Linked DNA regions of Mus musculus: region 1 is linked to region 2. A link is a contact called in public HiChIP or PLAC-seq data. All regions are on one chromosome and are shown on one strand. The core of a region is the stretch at or near the end of the contact, and the rest is flanking DNA. Distances in the headings are between cores, read along the strand shown.

Region 1 (4,817 bases), core at 732-3,231, 76 kb before region 2:
CTGACACATTTTCTGCACTGGTATACTTAAAGTACTTTTATTGCAAGGACTGACCATAGTAGCATATGCCTGTGATCTCCGAATTTCAGGCTGTGGTGTTATATAGTAAGATTCTCTTCTCTAAAACATAAACTCAAAACATAAGAAATGCCAGTGGGAGAAATGTGCAGTTGTTTGATTTGATTTTAATTTAGTAGTAAATAATTTAGGATGTTATTATACTACCTGTGGGGAAGGGAGGCCTCTCAAGACACTGCTGTTTGGAACTGAGTGTAGCCACCATGGAAATCAGTGTGGAGGTTCCTCAAGAAATGCTGAAAATAGAATGGAATGACTCAGCGAACCACTTAGGCTGGGGTGAATCTAAGTCAGTGTGCCAAAGAGATAGCAGCGCAGCGCATGCGTCCTTCACAGTGGCCAAGATAGCAGCGCAGCGCATGCATCCTTCACAGTGGCCAAGGTATGGGGCCGCAGGGAAGCCCTTCAGCAGGTGAGTGGATTAAAAGCTTTGGCAAATATGCTCAGTGGATACACATAGCACATATGCACAAAATACTCCTCAGCCGTAAAGAGGAGTGAAATGCCATACCAGGGGAATGAAGGAGCAGGAGATCATGTCAAGTGAGACAAGCTGGGCTCAGAAAGACAAAGACCAGGGGTTTTCTCTCCTATGTCTACGCTAGACTCTAAAATATAGGAAGGTCATGGAAGGGGGACTGTGTAAGGAGAGAGAAGGGTCTAACTGGAGGGGAGAGCCAGGGACAAGAAAGGGGAGAGGAATAAGAGTGTGTGTGTGTGTGTGAGAGAGAGAGAGAGAGAGAGAGAGAGTGTGAAAGAGAGGACTGTCTGATGGGAGAAGAGGAGCCATCAGTAGATAAAAGGAGAACAGTGGCAGAGCAGATCTGATTAGCCACACAGACGAATTATTTTGATGTTTATTGCTATTTAAATTGCACTTGATAAGAGCTCCTATTTGATAGTAGCTGAAAATGTGGGCCCCATTGCAGTGGTCAACAGCTGTGGACAGTAAGTTCGTTACCCAACTATAAGAAACTGCATCTTCCTTTCCTTTCCTTTCCTTTCCTTTCCTTTCCTTTCCTTTCCTTTCCTTTCCTTTCCTTTCCTTTCCTTTCCTTGCCTGCATCTTTCTTCCTTCCTTCCTGCATCTTTCTTCCTTCCTTCCTTCCTTCCTTCCTTCCTTCCTTCCTTCCTTCCTTTTAAGATTTATTTATTTTATGTAAATGAGTACACTCTTACTCTTTTCAGACACACCAGAAGAAGGCATCAGATCCCATTACAGATGGCTGTGAGCCACCATGTGATTGCTGGGAATTGAACTCAGGACTTCTGGAAGAGAAGTTGGTGCTCTTAACCGCTGAGTCATCTCTCCAGCCCCCAAAATGCACATTTTCTCCATGTGTCTCTGCCTTTGGTTTGGGGGAAGAAGTGGAGCAAGCAGGTGATGTTTTTACAGAACTGAAGCTCATGTATCTGTACCCATTACGGTTGCTCCTTACAAAGAGCCTGCCTTTAGGAATAGTCTGCATTTAGGCTCACAGCGTCACTTCCTGATGGACAGGAATTTCACCCAAGAGATCTGTTACCATTGTAGTCTCATCTGTCTAGAAATCTAGAACCAGCATGTTTTCTGTTCTCGGGTTCCACAGGACTTCTATAGTCAACAAGTTTAAGTTAAGGGTGAAATCAGGATCTGGCCGTGAACTTGTTGTTGAAGCCCCGACTGTGGGAAGCGTGGCTCAGCTTCCCCAGTCTCCCAGCCCTGCTCCATGCTTCCTTGCTTTTGGAAGCATCTTCTCCATGGGTCCCTATCCTTCAGGCACCCACAGTGAGGAGGGCATGGTGCATCATATCATACATCAGCATCTAGGACACTGACAAGAGGGCAGAGAGAACAGGAAGGAAGCGAGTGGTCAGAGCCCGAGCAGGGAGGGGGCCTGTGCGCCTCGCCATGCTCACGTGCTCACGCCTCGCCGCGCCTCGCCTCACCATGCCTCGCCTGCTCCTCTGCTGACCTGCGCTCGCTGCTTCTCACTGGTGTCCACAGCAAGCCCCTCTCCCACTGCTGCCACGTAAACTTGAGCTTACCGGTCCAAAGAATATGTGTCTCAATTTTATTTTGTGTGTATCCCTTGTATCACTAAATAGATAGCTAAATGGGGGAAGCGTGTGTGTTTAGAGCAGAAGTTAGAGCAAATCACTGCTTTGGCAGCTTTGGGCCAAAAAAAGAAACTAAAACTCTCTAAGTGTGCTTTCTATTCTGAGGCCGCCACAAGATGTTTTGTGCTGCAGTTGATTCCTCGGTCATGAGAAGTCGTAGGAGGGGCTCAGCATGACGCTATCTCTCAAAAAAATATTAATTTGGACTTGAGTTTAAAATTAGCAAGGGGAAGGAGGGGGAAGAAATAAATCATTGGACTCAAGTGATCCGGAAGCCAAAGAGTAGACACCTCATGGTGGGAGGGGAGACATACATAGATAGTTCCTGCCAGTACAGCCACACCGTCTCCGGGTAGCACTGTGAGACCTGTCAAGTAGAACCCTCAGTGAGTTGTAACCCAGGTCACCCCTCGTGTAGGCTGGAACCTGAGTCAGTAAGGCTTGTGACTAATGGCTTGTCATGTCAGCTGCTTTATCGTAACATAATGACACACAGGAGAGGCGGTCACTACCTATTTTTAGGGATCTTCCTTCTGGGAATCATGGTGAACGTGGTCTGCAGAAAACCACTTCCGGGCCTGTGTTGTAGACCTCCCAAGACAGAGCCACCTCCTGGCGAACTATGGGTGCTCCGAGATCACACCCTCCACATACTTGAGATCTGAATTGTTCAAGAGTTACAGGTATTTATATACCTGAATGAAATAACCAGGTCCTAGCTATGAACCCAGCAGCAGAAGTTGCTACAGATGTGAATGGAGACCTCACATGGTTGTTCCATTTTCTGAAAGTCTACTTTGTCCCTGGGGTGTGCAGTAAGTCAGGCACTGGAGCTGAGGCCCTGCTTAGAGTCCTTACCGCTTAGAGGCCTCTCTTAGCTCCCTACATTGAGAGAAGACAGAAGCCTGCCAAAACACCAAGGATGATATTTAAATGATTGAGGCTTTTCCTGCTAATAACTTGTCTATGTTACATTTTTCAGTCTGTTTCAATTGCTTGATCAATAGGATTTTTTTTTTTTTTTTCTTTAAGACTGATAGCCTAGGTTCATGTAGTGGGCAGGTCTCAAGGGAAGCAAGCAGGGTGTCCACAAGCCACTCAGAGCTGCTCAGTGAATACAGCTTAGCCTCTGGCCCTTGTTACTGCTTGAGCGCCGCCTCCTTTGGGATAACTCCAGACCCACCCCCTCCTGATTGCTTACTCTGTAGTCTTATTTAGGAGCGGAGTGCATGGTGGGAAGAACTTAGGCAATTACTTGTTTCACTAGATAATTTCATGTGACCCTTCTGGAAAGGCGAAGATGCATGGATGTTTGGTGTGACACAGTTGTGTTGTCTGGCAAAGCCTGTCTTGCTTATGATCTGTATTTTAATTGTTAGGCTTTAAGTAAACCCTGCTACTTACTCTCTGTAAGGTGGGCGGGTCTAATGCATCCTCCCAAAAGGTGTTTGTGGGGGGTTTTGTTTGTTTGTTTGTTTGTTTGTTTGTTTGAGACAGAGCCTCAAGAAGCTCAGATTTGACCTCAAAACCATGCATTGATGCCCTTGTATTTCAGTCTTCCTTGCCTGTACCTCCTGAGAGCTGAGATGATCAGCATCCGCTGTTTATATGGTGCTGGGACCACACCAAGGGCTTCGGTGTATGGTAGACAGGTGTTCTTCTGATTCACTCCATTCCTAGCCCCAGAAAGATACTATTTTTTTCGAGACAGGGTTTCTCTGTGTAGCCCTGCTGTCCTGGAACTCACTTTGTAGACCAGGCTGGCCTTGAACTCAGAAATCCGCCTGCCTCTGCCTCCTGAGTGCTAGAACTAAAGGCGTGCGCCACCACGCCCGGCGATACTATTTTTATAATAATAAAAAGTACCATTTAAAGACCTTCAGTTACTGTCAACTGTTGATTATAAATTCGCTGCTGTTTCTGTAGGTTTTTGCTGTTTTTGTTTCTTAGGGTTAAGTCGCTTCAGTGCCATCCTGGCTGTGCGTGAACGTCTAAGCCTGAAGGATCCTTCTACCTCAGCCTCTCTCATGTGGCTGAGATAGGCCTGGCCTTGCTGTTTCTGAGATCCCTCTAATCTCCCTGTGGTAGTGACTTGTCATTGTGACAGAGTATTAGGCAGAGGCAGCCTAAGGGAGGAGCGGGTTATTTTGGTTCAGAATAATAAATAAATCTTTAAAAAATTATCTTTTAATAAGACATAGTAATATCTTTAATAAGACTGACATATGTCTAAGTAAAATATATAGAAAATCTGGTTTACCCATGGGAATGTTCTACTTTTTGACATTGCCATCTGCAGAGTTCACACGTGAGAACCATTCAGTCAAGTGGCCTGTGTGAGTTAGGAGACATATGATGTGAGATTGCCATAGGGTGATTCATTGTTAAAGCTGAGGTCATTATACAATTTCTCCATTTTATGTAAGTTAGAAAATATACAGAAAGTGTTTAGTCCGATTTATGATTATGTTATCGGTACAGAAAGACTCTAACATCACAGCTAGAGTTCTTGCCCATGAGAAACACTGCTATTTGCAGCCCTGACCTCATTGCCGACTGGTGGCTTCTGAAAGACTGGCAGCCCGGGTGTGGACTCTTAGTTACATGTGTAAGTGTGACATTCTAGTAAGCCATCCACA
Region 2 (5,265 bases), core at 2,659-5,158:
AAGAGGAAAAATTATCAGAATATACTCTAGGTTCTGCCAGTCTTTTATTACGTCATAAAAGCAACACTAGGCACTAGATCTTGCAAAATGTGCTCTGACCAACTTTCTGAAATTGACAATGCATAACCACACCTGTAAGATTTTTAATGAACAAAAAAGTTAAATACAAACTTTCATATGCAAAATAGATGCCTGTAAACCTGGCAACCTCAGAGCCAAGTACTAATCTCTCTCCAAAGGCTCAGTGGGGCTGGAGTGGGGCATGCTGATGAGCCAAGAACTTAATTTCAGCTTTATATATATATATATTAAAAAAAAAAAAAACTCTGAGGAAAAATAGGCTTCCATTGAGGAGCATCTTCAGAGCAGACAGCTCAGGCCAGCCCTTCCCTGGTGAGGCTCACACACTCACTCACCAGACCTACGACTTAACATGGATGCTCACAGTTACTTTGAATCCAGTTTCAAGAGGAAGCCAAGCTACTTCGGTTCTAGAAAAGAAAGTCTCTAAGATGCGCACGCCCCGTTCTGAGGATGCACAGATCGAGTTCCTTGGCCACATTTCCACGAACTGTGCCCGTGTCATAGCATCAGACTCTCTAAAAGGCAGCCAGATCCTACAACAGAGCATCGTCATTTCTTCTGGCATTTTCAAGCCTTAAAAGAGAGAACCTTAACTGTATGTCGGCAGTTCGCACTCCAGCATTAGAGAAGCTAGCGAACACCTCCTTCCTCCCCCTGCTGATATCTCTCTGCAGCAGGAAGTGGCAGTTTGATTAACATTCTTTTCAGAAATAAATAGTCCAAATTATTTATAGCTAATTATAAAAGAGCAGTGGGAAAAGGGCACTGCCCAATGAGAGAGTGAATTCGTGTGAACACACAGAACAATTCATATAACAGATCCTGCATTTCCCACATTCATATGGAAATAACGCTTTAAAACAAAACACATTAATTAGCATTTGTTCTTGTATGGGGTGAATAGTCCAGGGCTCTGAGCAGGCACAGCCTTAGAAACAGGGTTTCAAGCAGCCCCTCCACACCTCTAGTCAGGGCCATTGTGGAGAGGCCTTCATGCACTCTTGAGAGCTCAGTACCTGTGAGAGAAGAGAAATGATCGGGGACTTTTTAACCCACAATGCATGAGGTATATGGAAACATCCATCAAAGAACCACCAGCAGCTAGAAGACCAGGCGGGGCATTGTCACAGCAACTGCTGGTGAAGGATCTCCCACACCATCTTCTTCCGGAAGAGAGGCATCTGGTGCTGAAAGGAACGACAGTGTTATACACTCTTGTGTGCAGCACGACAGCCTTTAGGTGTCATAAATACAACAATGCACATGTCCTCTACATAAGCTTCACCGTTTTACATCATGCACATGATTCTTTTTTTTTTTTTTTTTAAGATTTATTATTATATCTAAGTACACTGTAGCTGTCTTCAGATGCACCAGAAGAGGGCATCAGATCTCATTACAGATGGTTGTGAGCCACCATGTAGTTGCTGGGATTTGAATTCAGGACCTTTGGAAGAGCAGTCAGTGCTCTTAACCACTGAGCCATCTCTCCAGCCCCCATGCACATGATTCTAAAGCACAGTGGGATTTATTTCTAGTCAAGGCGGCCTTCTTGAATTCCTATCTTCTTGACTACATACATCTCTGGGGCTGGGATTAAAGGCATGTGTCTCTGTGTTTGACAAAGGTTTTTTGTATATTTTGTTTGTTTGAGAAGGAAGGATATTGCAAAACAGCTTAAGCTGACTGTGGCCACAAGCTTCTAGTTCCCCATCCTCCGCAGTTCTGGGATGACAAGTGTCACACACCTAGTCTATATGCGTATATAAGGACATTAATTACTCTACAGGTGCATATGCCCTTACATGCTAAGGAAAACCAAAGCTGGAGACAGAGTCACATACTATAGAACAAGAGCATACAACATGCACCAAAACAGAAATGTCCACACAGTGGCACAACAGGAAACTTCTCTAAATTCTAAATTAACATCATTTAAAAAACAATTTGTTTTTATATTAAAAAGTGACCTTAAAGCAGGAAACTATGGCTCAGTAGTAGAGGTCTTTCTTGCCTAGTATTTATGAGGCCCTGTTTTCAATTTAAGTGACTTTTAAAGGTGAAAACCAAACAAATCTACAATCTTATTTCCGTTCTACCACTATTTTGTTCCAAAAGCTGCTTATTCCCATGAAATCTCATCAATTCCTTGCTATTTATATTAGCTGGCCATGGCGGTATACACCTATAATCCCAACACTTTAGAAAGCAGCTAAGATATGAAGATCGTGAGTCTGAGGCTAGTCTGGCTCCACAGTATCCCCGCATCAGAAAAAATAGAACAGAAACAAAATAAAACCAGAGTCTAGGGTAGGAAAGCGAGAGAGACTCAGTGCTTTCACGGAGAATCACTGGCATGTTTTCAGAGCAACAAAACGCAAAGCACCCAAAAGTATTTGTAACTCAGACACCCATCCCCACGTTTGATAAAATTGAAGTTCCAGCTGGGAGGTGGGGGTCTGCACCTTTAATTCCAGTACTGGGAAGGCAGAGGCAGGCAGATCTCTGAGTATGAGGACAGCCTTGGCTACCCAGAGAAATCTTGTCTCACACACACAAAAAAATTCAAAATTGAGGTTCGCATATTTGCCCTATTCATGGTACATTGCTATAAATAAGTGGCTCTATATAATAAATTACTGAGTTTTTGGAGGATATATATGGCAAAAATCTTTAAAAAAAAACACATTAATTTTTTTTTTTTGAGACAGTCTCACTATGTAGTACTAGTTGGCCCGGCACTCACTACGCAAACCAGGCTGGCCTGAAGCTCACAGACCCTCCTCCAGTCTCTGCCTCTCTAGTGTTGGGATTAGAGATATGCACCACCATGCCCAGTAAAACACAACATTTATTCCTAGTGAAAGAGCGGAGACTCCTCAGTAGTGAGTTCTTTGAGACTGGGAAGATATGAACTCGGCAGGGAGTCCAACTGACTTCATGTTCCTCCAAAGCATTTAGTTCTACTGTTCAACAAGCAGCTTGTCTGACAATCAGGAACTATCAAATGAAGGTCTATGATTGAGGAATAATTTTAATTGGGGTCAACTGTGGCTGGACAAAGAGCGAGCCCACCATCAAACAGCAATGTAAACATTTCTTCTGATGTGCCTGTGTCTCCTCTCAAGTACACCACCTTGCAGAAAGGAAAGCCCATTCCTTCCCGCTTCCATCTTATACTCGGGTGAGTCCTGTGAGGACAGGCCCAGCTTCCTTCCCCCTGCTGTCATCTATCCTCACACGCCTCTCTCTAGCTAAAAGTAACAGTAACACACAGGAACCAGTTACAAATGAAGTTGAAGGACAAGCAAGTTATCCCCCTGGTCTTTCAAGAGCAGGGCAGTCCTGAGAATACACGCTGCAACAGAGCACGCAGGACACTGCTTCTGACAACTGGGGGCCTTACCCACGGTTCTCAGCAACAGTACTGTTCATTTGAAGAGCCTGAAATGTGCCAGGCACTGCCAAAGCATAGTACCAACTAAGTGCACAAGCAGCAGCCTGGACTCACCTGAGTGAATGTGATAGGTTTGTCCCTAGAAATATAATCTGCATATTTACAAGTAAACATTCCACAGTCACTCCCATTCAACTGCTGAGGAATCTCCTAAAACCAAACAAACAGAAAAGAGGTAAAATATCATTACACAGACATCATTAATCTCTTTCTAAACAGACTGTGAAAGCAGCATGATAAAGGTCGATAAGTCTGCTGTTGCACAAACACAGACACACATACAAGCACAATCCCTCTTATTCTCTGTGGTAGAAAACCCTAACCACGGGTACAGTGCATGAGACTCCACAGAAACATTCATAGAAGAAAGAAGAAGTGAGAACTCTACTAAAAGGCAAAACAAAGCCCAGCACACACGGCGAGAGCTGAGATAAGAGGACCCACATTTGGTTTATTACAAGAACACTAGTGACTCTTCATGATGGACTCCTACAGTGGGAGCAGGGCTGTCTCTGACTCTGGTAGCTTTTGGGACCCTTCCCCATTACTGGGCTATTTTGTCTAGCCTCAGTAGGAAGAGATGCTCTTACTGCAACTTGGTGTGCCAAGGCTGGCTGATACCCAGGGGCGGAGCCCCGTTCTAAAGAGAAAGGGAGGACAGGTGGGTAGAGTGGGTCAGGGGAAGGGAAGGTTGGAAGGAAGGACTGGAGGAGAGAAGGGAGGGGAAACTGAAGTTTGGATGTAAAATAAACTAATTAAAAAAAAATACTGTTGACATTTCAAAAGTACTATCGACTTTCAAAGGGGATGAAGAGAGGGTCAATCAGATCAATGTGGAACACAGGAATCTACTTCAATCCTGCAGAGCTCACATACTCTTAACAACCAGGACAAGTGCCCGCTGCTGAGGGTCCCTACGGTTTCAAGTGAGAAGAGAAAACCATCTCAGAGGTTGTAATCAACTAAGACCGTGCCATGAGGGTTAGTCCTGTCTGAGGCAGAACCACAGCTGGGAACATTAGAAAATAAACCTGTATGGACTAAGCTGTGTGCCCAGCCTGCATCGCCCCAGGCAGACATAAGGGATACATGAGAAGGAGAATAGCGGAAGGCTTACTCCACTGCTGAATCTCACACTGGATGGCAACAGAGTCCCTTCGATTCCCAAATGCAGTTACAACTGGGGAAGGATAGGTAGCATGCCCACCACACACATGTATACACTGGGGTCTCACACACCACACAGCACACTTTAGGAAAGGAAGGAAGGAAGAAAGAGAAAGGTGTCCAGGCCTGAGCCTCACTTACATGTGGCTTCATGCTGTAGTGGGTCCACTCTAAGAGGTTGAGATCTGTATTTCTTTTGGTCTTGCTTTCATCCTGTAAATACTGACTAAAGAAAACAAGAACAAAGAATGAATGTATCAATGAAGTCCCAAGAGAACACTCACTGTGATTAAAAAGAACTTTGTGATATTTAGCAGGGATGTCATTCTCAAATCTGGATCTATTTGTTTTTTTAGAAATGTAACTTTTATTTTTTAGGTTTCCCTCTCATGCTAGTAAAAAATTTACATGTTCAAAGATATCATACTTACTTTAAAAGAAAATAAAAAGCGAATCCTTTACAACAGACACTGGAAGTTTCTAGTTCTCTATACCTACAATTAAAGAGTTCACCACTAATACCAGGCTTTTCAAGCTACTCTAGAAGAAGAAAGAAA

The links. HiChIP or PLAC-seq counts read pairs in DNA pulled down with a chosen protein or histone mark.
Region 1: an H3K27ac HiChIP or PLAC-seq map of microglia shows a contact between it and region 2, with 4 times the contacts expected there. The contact joins two enhancer-like sites. A contact is called at or near these places in 1 of 15 datasets of contacts at CTCF or cohesin (pro-B cells), 6 of 484 Hi-C or Micro-C datasets (the C10 cell line, the P5424 cell line, Sertoli cells and 2 more), 6 of 115 datasets of contacts at active chromatin or transcription factors (bone marrow-derived macrophages, embryonic stem cells, memory CD8 T cells and 1 more) and 3 of 9 other capture datasets (adipose tissue, liver and pancreatic islet).

What each region holds. Positions count from the first base shown.
Region 1 is chr16:22,116,870-22,121,686 of GRCm38.p6, reverse strand. The region is part of intron 2 of Igf2bp2 (insulin-like growth factor 2 mRNA binding protein 2); the gene reads left to right. Among named protein-coding and RNA genes, the nearest start is that of Igf2bp2, 44 kb to the left of the region's middle. Within about 2 kb of position 1,981, at least 116 of the 459 cell types and tissues checked have an H3K27ac peak or open chromatin away from gene starts, as enhancers often do. A contact at or near this core is called in bone marrow-derived macrophages and microglia, where this site is marked.
Region 2 is chr16:22,042,639-22,047,903 of GRCm38.p6, reverse strand. It overlaps Senp2 (SUMO/sentrin specific peptidase 2), which reads right to left. Exons shown (of 17, transcript NM_029457.3): 15 at 4,850-4,934; 16 at 3,596-3,691; 17 at 1-1,271. The coding sequence ends at 1,209. Among named protein-coding and RNA genes, the nearest start is that of Senp2, 36 kb to the right of the region's middle. Within about 2 kb of position 3,908, at least 11 of the 459 cell types and tissues checked have an H3K27ac peak or open chromatin away from gene starts, as enhancers often do. A contact at or near this core is called in bone marrow-derived macrophages and microglia, where this site is marked.